Linked DNA regions of Gossypium hirsutum: region 2 is linked to region 1. A link is a contact called in public Hi-C data. All regions are on one chromosome and are shown on one strand. The core of a region is the stretch at or near the end of the contact, and the rest is flanking DNA. Distances in the headings are between cores, read along the strand shown. Region 1 holds the start of LOC107962618. Region 2 holds the start of LOC107962629 (F-box/kelch-repeat protein At1g55270).

Region 1 (7,530 bases), core at 3,365-5,864:
TTTACTTATTATTTTGTTTTTTGTTTTTATTTATTGGAATGGAGCTTAGCGTTTTGGGTGCTCTTGTTTTTATTTATGAGTGGTAGGATATAAGTCATAAAACTAGGGAAGGAAAAGTTTTTCTATTTCCAGGACTCTTTCTTCAGTTAGTTTAACATATTCAAGGTAAAGGCTTTTTAATGATAGCTGGTGCAAGACCATTCAAAGTTTTAGTGTTCCTCTCTTTTCCGGTTTGTTTAAGTGTGGTTGTAAAAAGTTTTGGCATAGCCCACACATGGCTTGGTGAAGTTAAATCTATGCAAAAATGGTTAGTGTTGATTAAAATTAAAAAATGCAGTAAACTGTCTTTTATCTTTGGTTTATTGAATTCACAGATATTGTTGAAAACTAGTCAACATAAAGTAATTTATGATTTGAGGGTTTGTAATCTTTACACCTTTATATTTCTAATGTAGATCACCCGTCAAGAGGGACAACCAGAGGAAATGTCTTTAATCATAAATTTACTGCCAGAGAGAGTAGAAAATTTAAAGGTGCCTAGCCAAGAGATGGTAAGTACTGAATTTTTGAATTTTATCAAGCGATGACCTGAATCAATCATGTTCACCACTTTCTATCCACATATCATTTAAGGAATTTTATCCTATTTTTGACTGATTTTTTCCCTCATCATTTTGTTTGCATTTGTTGTCAAATATTGTGTTTTAAAAATTTCTATCCTGTGAATTTAACGAGCTCTTTGTTGAATTACTGAGCAAGTTCTGAAGGGAAGACTAATGTTATGAAAAAGATTAAGTTTCCACAGATGGAGTAGAAATCTGCTAGTAAAACTGTTCAACGACAAGCAAAGAGGCAGCACTACCTTGTCCCCTAAGAGAAATTTTGGAAAAGGAAAAGAAGGTCAGTGTCTAATATTTTAGCTTTATAGGTTCTATTATTTGTTTTCGGCTATGAGCATATAAACTTATGATAGTTTTGCAAATGGTGCTAAAAGGTGGTGGATCTGTATCCTGATGCTACTCTATTGTTGGTGGATCTGTAAATTGAAGTGGAAGTACTGATTGTTCAATATATAGGTTCATAGTTCTCAACTTGTTGTTAAGTTTATGTGTGTATTGATGGTTAATGATAATTGTTAAAATGGATTTGAATTGCTTATTTTGATGATGAAATTATTAATTCTCAATGGCCAGAGAAAATGCCTCTGTGCCTGCCATGGAAATGACCAAGTGGTTAATTTGACACCAACTAGTAAGTTGCTATTTCTTGGCCTATTTTATCAGCTTTGCCATGCATACTGAGATTTTGGTACTAATACTAATTCCCAATTTTCAATTGCAATCCATCAAAAATAGCCTTTTTATCTCCATTCGATTTTATCAGCTTTGCCATGCATACTGACACCAACTGATTTGCTTTACAGAGCTATTTTAAATATATTATCGTTGGAGAATGTGAAGATTTTGACATTTTTCAATCACAAGATGGTAGGTAAACCATTATTTTGGTCTCATATGGAACATTTAGGGTTAGAGCATCAGTTTCTATTTTTCTCATAATCTCGATTGAGCAGATATTTTATATGGGCACCTGTTGCTTAACTTTGCCATGGCTGTACTGGTGTTCACTTGAGTTCATGTTTGGATGAAATTTTTGACAGTATATTACATATGTTGTGCATGGTTGCAGAGCAAGGAGTGTTTAGAGAAAGTTACTCAAACAATATATTTTCTTGCTCAACCACGAGAATCTCACTTGCTTTTGCTTACGGGTAAAGCTTTTACTTCCTTTCCAACTGAACATAACTTGCAATAAATGCTGAGTTAGTCATCTTTACTGCCGTATATGGATAACTCCAATATAGTGCAGAATATAAGTATGGATGTCAATGGTTGTTTTAGTGGCTTTTTTTTAAGTAAAAGCTAAGAGAATGACTTGCAGGAGAGGTGCAGAGGGATAGAGCTGCAGAGCTTTTGGGTTTGCGTGCATGCAATTTTCGGCCACGACACTCAAGCAAACTTGGAAATGAGTTTCGGGTGTTCACAAACTATGTCCCTGGGGAGAGATTAGGAGGATGGGAGCAAGAACAATAGGTGCCTTTTTCTTGCCATCGTTTGCTAGGAATATTTTCTCATGGATGAGCTTCATGCAACCTAGTTTTTATCCATTATCAAGGCATTTCCAACACTTACCCTTGGAAAAATTAACCAGCTTTTCTGCTAATTTTCCCAGAGAAAACATGAAAACATGTAGATGAGAAAACTTCCAAGCAAGTTCATCCTCATATTATGCATTTTGGTCTACTTTTTTAAACTAGTGTAATTTACCTCACTTGTGTAGATTTCGTAATACATAAATTTAAGGTTATTTAAAGTTGTACTGACTCATGCCTACTCATTGCCATTTTGAAATGTAATTAGGAAGTTGTTCCAAAATGCAGAATATAGATGGAAGAAGCCATACAAGTTTCTCATATGTATTATTTATTTTAGTTTTGGTTCTAAATTTTTATTTTTACTTTAATATTTACGACAACTTGAGTTCTAACTTTTGGATTTTAATTGTGTTATTAATTTATTATTTTAAATTTTAAAACTAAATTCATTAATTTTTATATTTAGTTTTAAAGTTAAAATTTTCATAGAAAATTTAATTTAAATAATATTTTTTTATTTATCCTTAAAGGTATATTTAAAGTTTAAATTTAGAAAATAAAACATAATATAATATTTATCATAAAAATAAATATAATTTGATTAAAATAATTTTTTTTAAAGTTATGTTTTTAGCGGCGTTTTTGCAAGAAGCGTCACTAAAGGTTTGATCTATAGCGGCGTTTGTGATAAAAGCGCTGCTAAAGGTCATAGTCTTTAGCGGTGATTGTTGATAAGCGCCGCTAAAGGTCTTGGTCTTTAGTGGCGTTTGTGGAAAAGCGCCGCTAAAGGTCTTGTTTTTTAGCGGCGTTTATTTCTAAAAACGCCGCTAAAGTTAGCGACGCTATCATTAGCGACGTTTTTTGTGGCGCTTCTCAAAGCGTCGCAAATACTTTTAGCGGCGTTTTTTAGCGCCGCTAAAGGCCTAAAAAAGCGCCGCTAAAAACCTATTTTGGTGTAGTGATAGGACTAAAGATGAAATGAAGGGATGATTTAATTGATTAACAAAGCAGCCCTTATATACAAGTCCCAAGTAACAACCTTAACAAGAAATAAATTCAAATTGCTACTAACAAGCTAACAACTCATTCTCTACTAACAAGCTAACAAATCCCCCGAAGACTTAGTCTTATTATTTTAAAAATAGCTGCAGCCTTGAGATACTAACAATAATAAGCGAGTAATCCAATTATTAATCCTCGCATGCAGTTGATCTTTGAGCTTCTAAAACACTAGTTTCAAATCGCATCCCACCATAGTTGGTAAGCTTAGATAGAGTTCAGGATTACACGTTACCCTTACATCCAGAATATTGGTAATATGGCCCTACATAGAATCCCCAGTGTTGTCACTAAAATATATGAGATTTTTCAAAGTTTACCATTTTCTCAAAAGGCATCTCGTACTCGTTGATAATAGCCTTCATCTTATTAGCCCCTAATTCTGTAGCTTCCCCAAAACGGATGTTATCGTCGGCAAACAATAAATGAGATATGTGAGGAGGGCCTCCCTACCGTAAACCATAAGTTGGTTTTATCAAATCTCCTAATCACCCATTCGTAGTAACAGAATACGTAACAGTCGAAACACAATACACAATGAGATCCACCTAATTCTCCACAAACCCCATCGCTCTCATCATATCTACCACAAAATGTCATTCGACTCTGTCATATGTTTTGCTCATATCAAGCTTTAAAGCAAAAGAGCCTTATTCCTAGCCTTCTTTCGTTTTAGTGCATGAAGCATCTCATAAGCTATCAAAACATTATCAGTAATCATCTGCCCAGGGATGAAAGCAGTTTGTGCTTCATCATAAGCTATGTATTGTTGACATTGTTGACAAAGTTAAGGCTATGAAATCTGTTTAAATCTACGGATGGTAATTACTTAAGAAAAACAAAATGTGTAAGTGATGGCTGCAATGGTCATTGAAGATGGCACAACAATAAACACATTAAAAACAGGACACGTGAAATTGTTTACTACAGTTTGGTTTTCCTACATCTATAGAGCTTAGTTGAGTGAGAAAATAAACTATATTTAATTACAATACAACAAGTGATTTAAGTTGTATCACACTCCACTTTAGCAACCTCACTTTTGTACCTAGAGACCTATATCACTCTTGTCTAATTTTTCCCCTGAGAACAAAACTAAGCAATAAACTTGTTTTACACTCTCAATGCCCCCTCAAATACAAATTCCTCAATAAAAAAAATAAATGCCATATAAACTACTACCTTCTACCTTACACAAGTATCTAATATATGAAAGTTTATTCCGATTGATTCAATCTTCAAATACTTGTTAATATATAAAATAGATTTTCAAAATATGAATCCTCAAATAAGAGCCAACACATGTCCACAAAATCATCTAAGTCGTTGCCCAATTAATTTTATTGAAAAGATTACCAACTCTAAAAATAAAAAATTATATTGCCCATCGCAATGCTAGCAATAATAGATACTACCATTGACACTTCAACAATCACTTCAAAAAGAGTTACTTCAATAATAAAACATCTAACAAAGTTGAACAAGCTTTTCTTTAATCATACCTCCCGCTTATTAGGTTGTTTGCCACTTCAACAATGGAACCTTTCACTTTCCATTTTCCTATCCTGTCTCCGTGGTTGGCAACGCCGTCTTCTGTCCCGAAACTCTAGCGGGTGTGGTGGTTGGTTCCTTTGAAGTGGAGACTTTGGGTTCCTCCCGAGTTGGTCCGGGCTTTTTGGGTATTGTATTTTGTTGAAGCCTCTCAGGCTGGGCTTCACATTCCACTCATATTGATATTGCTACAAGTTCCATCATTTGGATTATTCATTATTCATGAACCCAAAAGAAATTCCTTTATTCTAGACGTGGCAACTCATCATTGGTAACCAGCACACTCCCTCTCCAAGTCCTTTCCTCAATGACTCGAAACCTCACTCTAATTTTCCCCACTACCAGAGATCCGATCTATCAAACTGCACAATTTTCCCGGAAAATCCATTAACCGAGAAAATAACTCATTTCCCATGGCAAACGCATGGAAGCGAGAACACAGCAAAACCCAAAAGCTCCTCTCACCCAAAACCCTTCTTTCCCTCCTCATCCTCATCCTCATCCTCATCCTCTACCTCTGTTTCTCTTTTCTTTCCCCTAAAAACCCCACCTTTATCCCCACAACTGCATCTTATAAGACCCAAATATCTACCCAAAATGTCCCAATCCCTCCTTTTAATTGCCGCAACTCCCCGCAATCTCATCCCATTATTGCCAACCAAGTAGAAAATCTCAAATACCCTTTTATTTACTCCTTGGCTGACTTAGGCTCACTCCCTGACAAGCCTCACAAGAACATCGTCAGACTTCTTAAAGGTAAGCCCTTTCGTCGGCCTGACATCTCTGCCACTGTTCAGGATTTTCTGGAAGGGAAAAACAGGGATGGTTTTTTCGTGGATGTCGGGGCCAATGTCGGGATGGCCAGTTTCGCAGCAGCTGTTATGGGGTTCAGGGTGTTGGCTTTTGAGCCAGTTTTGGAGAATTTGCAAAGGATTTGTGATGGCATTTGGTTTAATAGGATTGAGGAATTGATTACTGTGTTTGAAGCAGCCGCATCTGACCGTAATGTAAATATTACTTTCCATAAGGTACGAGTCTTCTAATTTTATGGGTTTTTGTGGCTGATTTTGATTTGTTATAATCTAGCTCTGAAACTAGTGAGCTTATAAGGTGTTTAAAATGGGAATTTGGTGGCACTGTTGAATTCATAACATCAATGAGTCCAGTAGGCTAGGTGCTTTAGTTGCTTCAATGAATCCAGTTTGACCAATAATACTTGCCTTTTTTAAAATATATTTCGAATCAATGGTTAAATTAATGTCACCTAGATCCAAAAGATGCTCAAATAAAGGAAGCCTTAGTCTGGGGATACTGAGGGAGCCACAATTTCAGTTATGAGACGTAATTGTGCTCTCTGCTTGAAGTTAAACTGGTGTGATATGTGATTATGATTTTGCAAGTGCAAACCACTTTACTTGACATCTTGGTAAATTCTGCTTGGAAGAATGAGAGGCTGTAAGTTCTGGGAATTACTTGATAATCTCTGGGTGTTTGCTGTATGGATCATCTGTTGTAGCATCATCTTTGCCATTCAGATTCAGTATTTGTGGTTTCTTTTTTCGTGTAAGGCCATAGTTTTTGTTTATCCTTTCTTATATGTTGCTTCCTTCTGTTACTATATTATTCCCCTTTGTGCTTCTCATGCAAAATCCTTGCATGTTCTCTCCAGTTGGTTGGCCGGCTTGACAACAGTGCCGTTTCTGCTGTTGGTGCAAAGTTGGCATTCAAGTCCAATGAAGAAATAGCAGTTCAAGTGAGATCCATACTTCTCGATGAAGTTATCCCAGAGTCAGAGCCAGTGCTTCTGCTTAAAATTGATGTACAGGGATGGGAATACCATGTATTGAAGGGAGCCAAAAAGTTGTTATCGAGGAAAAAAGGTGAAGCCCCTTATCTAATCTACGAGGAAGATGAACGACTGTTGCAAGCAAGTAACACTACCGCCAAAGAAATACGGGATTTTCTAAGTAGTTTGGGTTATACTCATTGCACCCAGCATGGTACAGATGCTCATTGCACCAAGAATTAATGCAATTAGCACGAATTTTCCATGGATGACAACCTTACTGCAAATCAGTTGTTTTGCATGCCATTTCTCTCGGCTTTCAGACAGTGGAATGCAGTTCATCCCAATACAAATTTCTTCATTTTTTTTTTTTATGATAGAGAAGTTGAACTGAAGCTGATAAAAGGTTCTATCGTCAACCCTCTTTTCTCTTCGCAATTGGCTGGTTAATGGCAGTTTCCTCTTTTGTAATTTCCATTTATAGATCTGTTGTTTGATTAAATTTCTAGTGAACAAATTGAAGCTAAGGTTACAAACCTTGAGTTAGGAAAGAACTGTTTTACTTTTTTTTTTTTTTGAACTTCCCACAAAATCTGTTTCATATTAATTAGAATATATTACAATTGGCCAAATATAATACCTCTACAAACTGCAAAAACATGAGCTATATAATATATACACCCTTGAGTCTTACATCATTTATAGTTGATTGTCTGCAATTGCAAGATTGTACAGATTGTGAATAAATACGTGATAGATCTGATATGAAAACCATGTGCAATCTAGAGACTAAATATTCACTTTGATGCTTCAAATGATGGGTATGACTAGTTTTAACCTGTATAGCAAGGGTTAAAGACATACGTGTAAAGATCATTACAAAATTTGCTTATTGGACTTGGGAAAATGTCATACCTTATGCTCTTGAAGTTTAATATCAGAATATCTCCCCATCATGTAACTCCAAGTCTTCAGGATT
Region 2 (7,530 bases), core at 2,287-4,786, 230 kb before region 1:
TAAATTAAAATGTGTTTTTTTAGCAAATTTTTTTAAAAAAGTTTATTTAAATTATTAAAAAATAAAATAAATATAAAAAATTATAATATTAATTAGGGATATCCAAAATAATAAAATTATGAATTAACAAATATATTTGTTGAAATATGCCTTTAGAATGAGGCCGAATATCCATATGAAGTAAGGGAACCAAAATCATAAAGCTGGAGATAGCACATCAAGTAACCAATTTCATAATTGGAATTACGAAAAAAAAAAGAGAGAAGCTTATAAGTTTTTTTGGACTATCAAAATCATTTCTTCTTATTTTTAACTAAATAATTACTATCAAATAAAGCTTAAAATTTTTGTTTAATGAGTAAGATGATACATCAAACTTCTGCATCAAAATAACATCAAACTACTACTGTAAAAAGAATGTCAACAGATGAGCTTTGGGTGTCAGATTGGTCGGATGACTTGTAAATTTACAATCATTACTTAGGTGTGGAACAAAAATTTAAACTTAATTTATTGATGGCATAATGATGATTGAGTCCTCCAACTTTAAAAAAATTTATTTTAATTTTTAAAATTTTTTAACTCTTCAACTTACGTTTTCTTTTGTCAAATCACAACAGTTTACTTCCATCGCTAACCCCTTTTATTTTTAGAAATTTTGGTGATGTAGAACAATATCAAACACTTTACCATCAACACCATGAACATCGGCCACCTCCTACTAAAAACCATGCAAGCCCAAAATTTCACTCCTTGCCTTTCAATTCAAGATCTCACCACTATTTCCATAAAAGCAAAATTTCCATTAAATCATTTCCATTCTAGAGCATTAAAGGAATATTATTTAATTAAATTAATTTATATAAATAAATAATTATTGAAAGACGTGTCATAAAGGAATTGTTGATTTTATGGAAAATTAGAAAAAAAAAAGGGGCTAATTTATGTAGCGGTTTTATTGAACTAATATGATAAAAAAAATTTAAGGACTAATGTGAGAAAAGTTACTATATTCAGGGGTCAATCAACATGTTAAGCCTTAATAATTTTAGAATCTTCATAATAAAATGATCTTTTTAAAAATATGTTAAATTATTTGATGTAAAATTGGCCTAACAAAGAAGATCATCGTGATAAATTGATTTCAACATCTTGACTATTTCCCTTTTGTTACACAAACGTTAATAACGGAGGTTATAAATTTTCTATGAGGTTTAATGTGTGTAATCTTAATAGGTAAAGAGATAATAAAATTATATAGGTATAATGACATATTTAGTCATCCAACTTTATAAAAAAAATTCATTTTAGTTATTTATTTAATTTTTCGTCTCTTTTAACATTTCAATTTGCATTGTTTGTTAAATCATCCCAAAATAGATGGAAAAGTTAATGCATATTAAATTTAAGAATGTAAAATTTAGTTCATTAAAAGGAATATAGTTGAATGCAAATACTTTGTACAATTTGTACCCCATCAATTTAAGTCTTAAATGTTACCTTAGATCTTACGTGGAGCATATTCAAAACTAGTGATCAAATTTTAAGCATATATATTGGAGAGCTTGTTTTAAGGTGTTTAAAAAAAGGAATAGCCTCTTAAATTTTAAGTGTATCTAATTATTTTTTGACACAATAGATCTAAACTATCAATATGGTAGACATGTACATGCTTAGAATTTGATTCGTATATTTCAAATATGCTCTGCATCATTTATGAGCTTAGATATAACACTTAAGTTGATGTTAAGTTATCGGAAGAATTTGACTAATACAATATTAATACTTTGATAACTCAAATAGTACGTTTTAAAGTTTAGAAAATAATTTAAAATTTAAACCATAATTTGAGACATACGATGCAATTAACCCCAAACAACTATAAGGCAAAATATACAGGGGGGGGACCTTTCCCTTTCATTAAGGAACTACGCCTTTTTATCCAATGCATTGCATCTTTATTTCATGAAGTGAATGATACCTTTTCATTTCTTGTTTTTTATTTACATTTACAAAAGAATTTGCTTGTCCTATGAAACACTTCTACTTCACTCTTTTTCAGTAATTTCCAAACCGCGTAAGAAGAAAGGTTCATTGCATAGTTTTGGGATCTAACAGCCCTAGTTTTGTTAAAGTCCAATTGTCCACACCAAAAAGCAACAAAGCTAAAATGCACTTCCCTCCTTGGAAAAAGAAAACTAAAAGTGAAGAATTGGATTTTAATCATACGAGTTGGTTGAATTTTAGTTTAATTTGACATATTAACTCTTCTAAGAATTAAGAGAATTTCGAGTTAAAAAGAAATAAATTTTATAGTGAAGAATTGGATAGAAATTAATGTTATAGTTAGATTTAAGGCAAATACTTATTAATAAACTAATACATTGTATCTAATTTATGAAGATGTGTTGACCAGCTGACTGGCAACCAATTTGCAAGTTCCCTAGTCCACCATCTTTAATTGCATTCAAAACATAAAAATAACATTCTCTCAATTCTATATTCTTCATTAAAATTGAAAGTCAGAAAAGGGTTCCCTTTTTTTATTCAAACCACCGATTTCCATAGGAGGGGGGATTTTCTTCGGAAATTAGGGTATGCCTCACTAATTATTTCCTATTCAAATTTTATAGAAAAATATTTTTTTAAGTATTAAGATTCATATTATATTTTATCTTTCCTACTAGAAAAATTAGATAAATTAAACTTTATATATTAGATCAAAGAACCATCTATTAAAAATTTTATCCGTTTCTACTATTAAAAATTGGTTAATGTATGTCAATATGAGGCATACGTGGCACGCCACATATAATTAATTATTTATTTTATCAGCAATGTCATTATTTAACGGTAAAGTTGATGAAATTTTTAATAGAAAAAAATTAGTTTATTTTTTTATCTAACATACACATACTAATTTACTTTTCTTTTCTATTTTTTTTATTACTAAAGAAGAGAAAATACAATTTAATTCTTACCATGATACATTTACTGCCAAATAACCTATGAATAGTTCTAATTCAAAATTCCAACCTACCAAGTTTACTTTTATAACGTAAAAGAAGAAGAAAAAGGATATTTATTAACAATTAATGATGAAGTAATTATTATTTTAAAAATAATAAATAATTTTTACTTGTATTAATTCAGAAGCATACATTAAACCATTAATTATATTTTTTTACATAAATATCATCTAAAGCACACTATTGAAGATTATCATTTGAAACAGAAAACAATATGTATATGCAGAGTAAAAATGGCTTCAAATTAAACAGTCTGAAAATTGGAAAGAAATATGTGTACATACATATATAATATTTATAAAGTTGATAGCTCTGTTTGGCAATCAGAATCCAATCACTGTGATCTCAGATCTGAGTAAGAAGAACAACTAGGGGATTGGACCCATTTTCATCAATGATCATGATTTTCAGACAAGATAGAAAAATGGCCCAATGCTCCTTTGTGGAGTAGGAACTAGGTGATGTGTAATAAATTTGGTGTAGTCGTCTATCATGTACCATTTGCTGGAGTTGTGGAAGGTGTGAGACCCACTGTGTTTGTTTTTGAATCTTTGTCCAGTTCTCTGAAAATCTGTGAGAAATAAATAAATAAATAAAATAACAAAATCTTTGTCTCAAAACTAGAAGGGGGGGAGTGGGATTGGATTGCTTGTTGAATGTTCAACAACAGGCAAGGGGCAACAGTTATATTCCTATTTGTGATTTGCTATTAAAGTTTCTCTTCTCTTCTCTGCTCCCCATTACAACAAACCACCAAAGTGTCATCATTTAAGCCTCATCTTTCTCTCCACCTTTTGATGTTTTAGGTTTGCTTTTCTCTCTCTCTCTCTCTCTCTCTCTTGTTGAATAAACTCTTTTGCTTGGTAGGTTGTGCCGTTGAGGTAGATGGGCCCTGAACTCCACTGATACATTTTAATGGGACTCTTTCTCCTCTTTCAGTGCTCTCTTTGCCCCCATTTTTTGTGCTGTCTCGCATCTTATGTTTTCTTTTCCTTTCCCTTTCCTCTTTTGAGTTCTTATTACCAAAAAGATAAGATTCTGGGGTTTCTGTTTTCTCCATTTTGAGTCCATGGCAAGTCGTGTTATGGGGTTTCTGTATTTGGGTTTTTGATTTCACGCATGGGTTTTGGAGATTACCTGTTTAAAATGTTGGATTTGGATGGTAATCACAAATTTTGACTGATTCTGGTTTTTGAGCTCCGAACTCCCCCTTCATATTGCAAATTCCCTTTTTGTTTTCTTTTGATAGATTGTTGAGGTGTTTGATCGTTAAGCTTTAGTTGTGTTTATATTTAAGATTTTCATTCAAGCTGTGGATTTTGGAAAGATTAAAAGTTAGCCCCTTTTGATTTTGGTTCATAAGAAACGATTCCTTAATCTGTATAGATCTCTGAGATGGCTGTTTTGAAAATGGAAAATCTTTGAAGTGAAATGATGACGATAGTGAAACTTGTTTATTTGTAGTTGATGTTTTGTTGGGTGGAAGAATGATGATTGAGAGATAGGGTTTGATTCTGGAGGTTGGGTTGTGGGTGAATTTGGTGTTGGCTAGTTGTTGTTGAACCAGGAAAGCATGGATAGAATGATTCAACCTCCATTGGTAAGTTAATTAGCCCCTTCCTTTCTGCTTTTCAATTCAATCTTATCATCTGTTTGAATAAATGCTATTTAAATGGTTTATAGTGATAATAGCTTATGCTTGCCTTTCTAACTACTTGATGCTATGCTGGTTAAGAGCTTTTCTTCAAGTATCCATGTCCAACACTCTAGTATGATGATCCTTCAAATATTGAACATACTCGGTGTTGAAAACATACTTGTATCTGACTCTCATATTGCAGTGGCTCGGCGGTCCAATTCGTTGTTCTATATTTTGATTTTTAAACTTAGCAAACAACATGGACCTCATATTTCTTAGAGGCTGGAAAGTTAGCTCTCTCTTGACGATTGTGATTGATTTTGTACCATCCTTCTTTTATTGATGGCTTGACCATTCTTAGCTTTAGTCTGTCTGAAAAACTATTCTTCGGTAGACTCATTTTATTGTTTGGCTGTGCGTGCATTTATGTGGAAGAAGTGGTGAACATAATAATATTGGTAATATATACAAAAACATGTTAGCTGAATTTACAATCTTCATGGCTTTGTCTTAAACTTCCAAGCTCTTTTTTTTTTCTGAATTGTTATGGATGGTAAGTACGTAAAATGTGAAACCAAAGCGCTAACCAACTCGAGGTTTTTTTATGGCTTTGAATAGTTGCAATAGATACCTTTATGATGCTGTGAAATTAGGTTAGAAGGTGCATTACCATCCTCAATGTTGAAATCTGTTCTGTTTCAACATCTTATTTTGTGTACTTGACTGTCTAATACTATCAGTATGGCTCTTAATGGAAAAGGAATCCAAGATGTCCTGCTTCCACTCACAAGTCTTGTATTCCTTTAGTATTTTTGGAATTGTCTTTGATTCTTATGGTTTGGATTGTTAATTGGATCTTGCAATACTGTTCCCCCCGCCCCCTTTCATCTTACTGACTATAGAAAACCAAGTGCAACATCTACTCAAGATGGTAATTGTTGCTTGTATGTTGGCATCCGGGGTTTACAATAAAAGATGTCATAAATCAAGTATTAAACATTGATAAGCAGATCATGCATGCTAGAAATGTCTTCGATCATCATAAATAAATGATATATTTGGTAAGAAAAAAACTCTCACTAATTGTGAATGTTCTTGGCAGGTTGATACAACAGCTTGTTTATGTAGAGTGGATGCTGGACTCAAAACTGTTGCTGGAGCCAAAAGATATGTACCTGGTACAAAGTTGTGTCTCCAACCTGATATTAAACCATCCATTCATCCGACAAGGAGCAAGGCAACACGTGGTGATAGGAGCCGTAACCAGTCTCCTCTGCTCCCTGGACTCCCTGATGATCTTGCTATTGCTTGCCTAATACGTGTCCCACGGGTTGAGCACAGAAAGCTCCGCCTGGTCTGCAAAAGATGGTATAGACTTTTGTCTGGTAACTTCTTTTATTCACTCCGTAAGAGCCTTGGAATTGCTGAAGAATGGATATATGTAATTAAGAGAGATCGAGATGGAAAAATTTCTTGGCATGCCTTTGATCCTGTATACCAGCTCTGGCAGCCACTTCCTCCTGTCCCTAAGGAGTATTCTGAAGCCTTTGGCTTTGGATGTGCTGTACTCAGTGGTTGCCACCTTTATCTATTCGGTGGTAAGGATCCATTAAAAGGATCAATGCGACGAGTTATATTTTATAGTGCTAGGACAAACAAATGGCACCGTGCCCCAGATATGCTTCGTCGAAGACATTTCTTTGGTTCGTGTGTTATAAACAATTGCTTGTATGTTGCTGGTGGAGAGAATGAAGGGGTACATCGATCATTGAGGTCTGCTGAAGTCTATGATCCCAACAAGAATAGATGGTCTTATATTTCAGATATGAGCATGGCAATGGTGCCCTTCATTGGGGTTGTATACGAGGGGAAGTGGTTCTTGAAGGGCCTTGGACCTCACCAACAGGTAATGAGTGAGGTCTACCAACCTGAAACTGATAACTGGTACCCCGTCTATAACGGAATGGTTGCAGGCTGGCGGAACCCATGTACTTCCTTAAACGGCCATCTTTATGCTTTGGAGTGCAAGGATGGTTGTAAGCTAAGGGTTTATGATGAAGTGACTGATTCTTGGGGAAAGCATATTGATAGTAGGATTCATCTGGGCAATTCTCGAGCTTTAGAAGCAGCAGCTCTCATTCCACTTAACAGGAAACTCTGCATCATTCGGAATAATATGAGTGTATCTTTGGTCGATGTTACAAAATCCGACGATCTGAGGGGAGCTACAGCTGAACATTTATGGGAAACCATAGCAGGGAAGGGTCAGTTCAAGACCTTGTTTACAAATCTTTGGTCTAGCCTTGCTGGGCGGAACCGGCTGAAAAGCCACATTGTTCACTGCCAGGTTCTCCAAGCTTGATTGTAAATTTTGTTTTCCAATATAGGGTTGGGCTCAGTAGCTGAAGCCTCTTGGTATCTCTTGGAATGTGATGGGGTTGAAGATCCAGCAGCTTTGTCAAAGTCAAAGGATCGGATACACCATTAAGGTATGAAGGTGATATTAATGAGGAATTGTGGTTTTGCTAGATTTGGTAGGAGTATAAACATTTATATAAATACATCGTTGTTACATTACATGTAAAAAGTTGAAAAAGCTTGTTCATCACTTCTTTCACAAATTTTTCAACATAATCAACATGTATTTTAAATGTACAAGAGATCCTGAACCCACTATGGTTTTGTGCCATAATAAGGTCTTACTCTTCTCCCATGCTATGCTTATCTTCTTAAACTTTAAACCATGGGTCACAGCTTGAAACGACATTTGCCACCACCTCTCATAACATTCACTCATAATACAACTATTACATTGGTTATTATTTTTTCACTCAGTTTTAATTACTTAATTGATTTGACCGC

What was found. A called contact is a pair of places that touch in the nucleus more often than the background predicts.
Region 2: a contact with region 1 is called in a Hi-C map of leaf, with 3 times the contacts expected there. The contact joins the promoter of LOC107962629 here to the promoter of LOC107962618 in region 1. A contact is called at or near these places in 6 of 34 Hi-C or Micro-C datasets (callus and leaf).

What each region holds. Positions count from the first base shown.
Region 1 is chrA06:10,711,013-10,718,542 of Gossypium_hirsutum_v2.1, reverse strand. It overlaps LOC107962618, which reads left to right and starts at 4,614. Exons shown (of 2, transcript XM_016899072.2): 1 at 4,614-5,793; 2 at 6,435-7,530. The coding sequence starts at 5,179. The coding sequence ends at 6,794. It overlaps LOC107962619, which reads right to left. Exons shown (of 9, transcript XR_001701707.2): 8 at 7,467-7,530; 9 at 7,202-7,389. It overlaps LOC107932067 (a long non-coding RNA gene), which reads left to right. Exons shown (of 8, transcript XR_001693336.2): 3 at 456-900; 4 at 995-1,076; 5 at 1,194-1,251; 6 at 1,424-1,487; 7 at 1,690-1,771; 8 at 1,942-2,475.
Region 2 is chrA06:10,935,910-10,943,439 of Gossypium_hirsutum_v2.1, reverse strand. It overlaps LOC107962629 (F-box/kelch-repeat protein At1g55270), which reads left to right and starts at 3,536. Exons shown (of 2, transcript XM_016899088.2): 1 at 3,536-4,629; 2 at 5,771-7,357. The coding sequence starts at 4,603. The coding sequence ends at 7,030.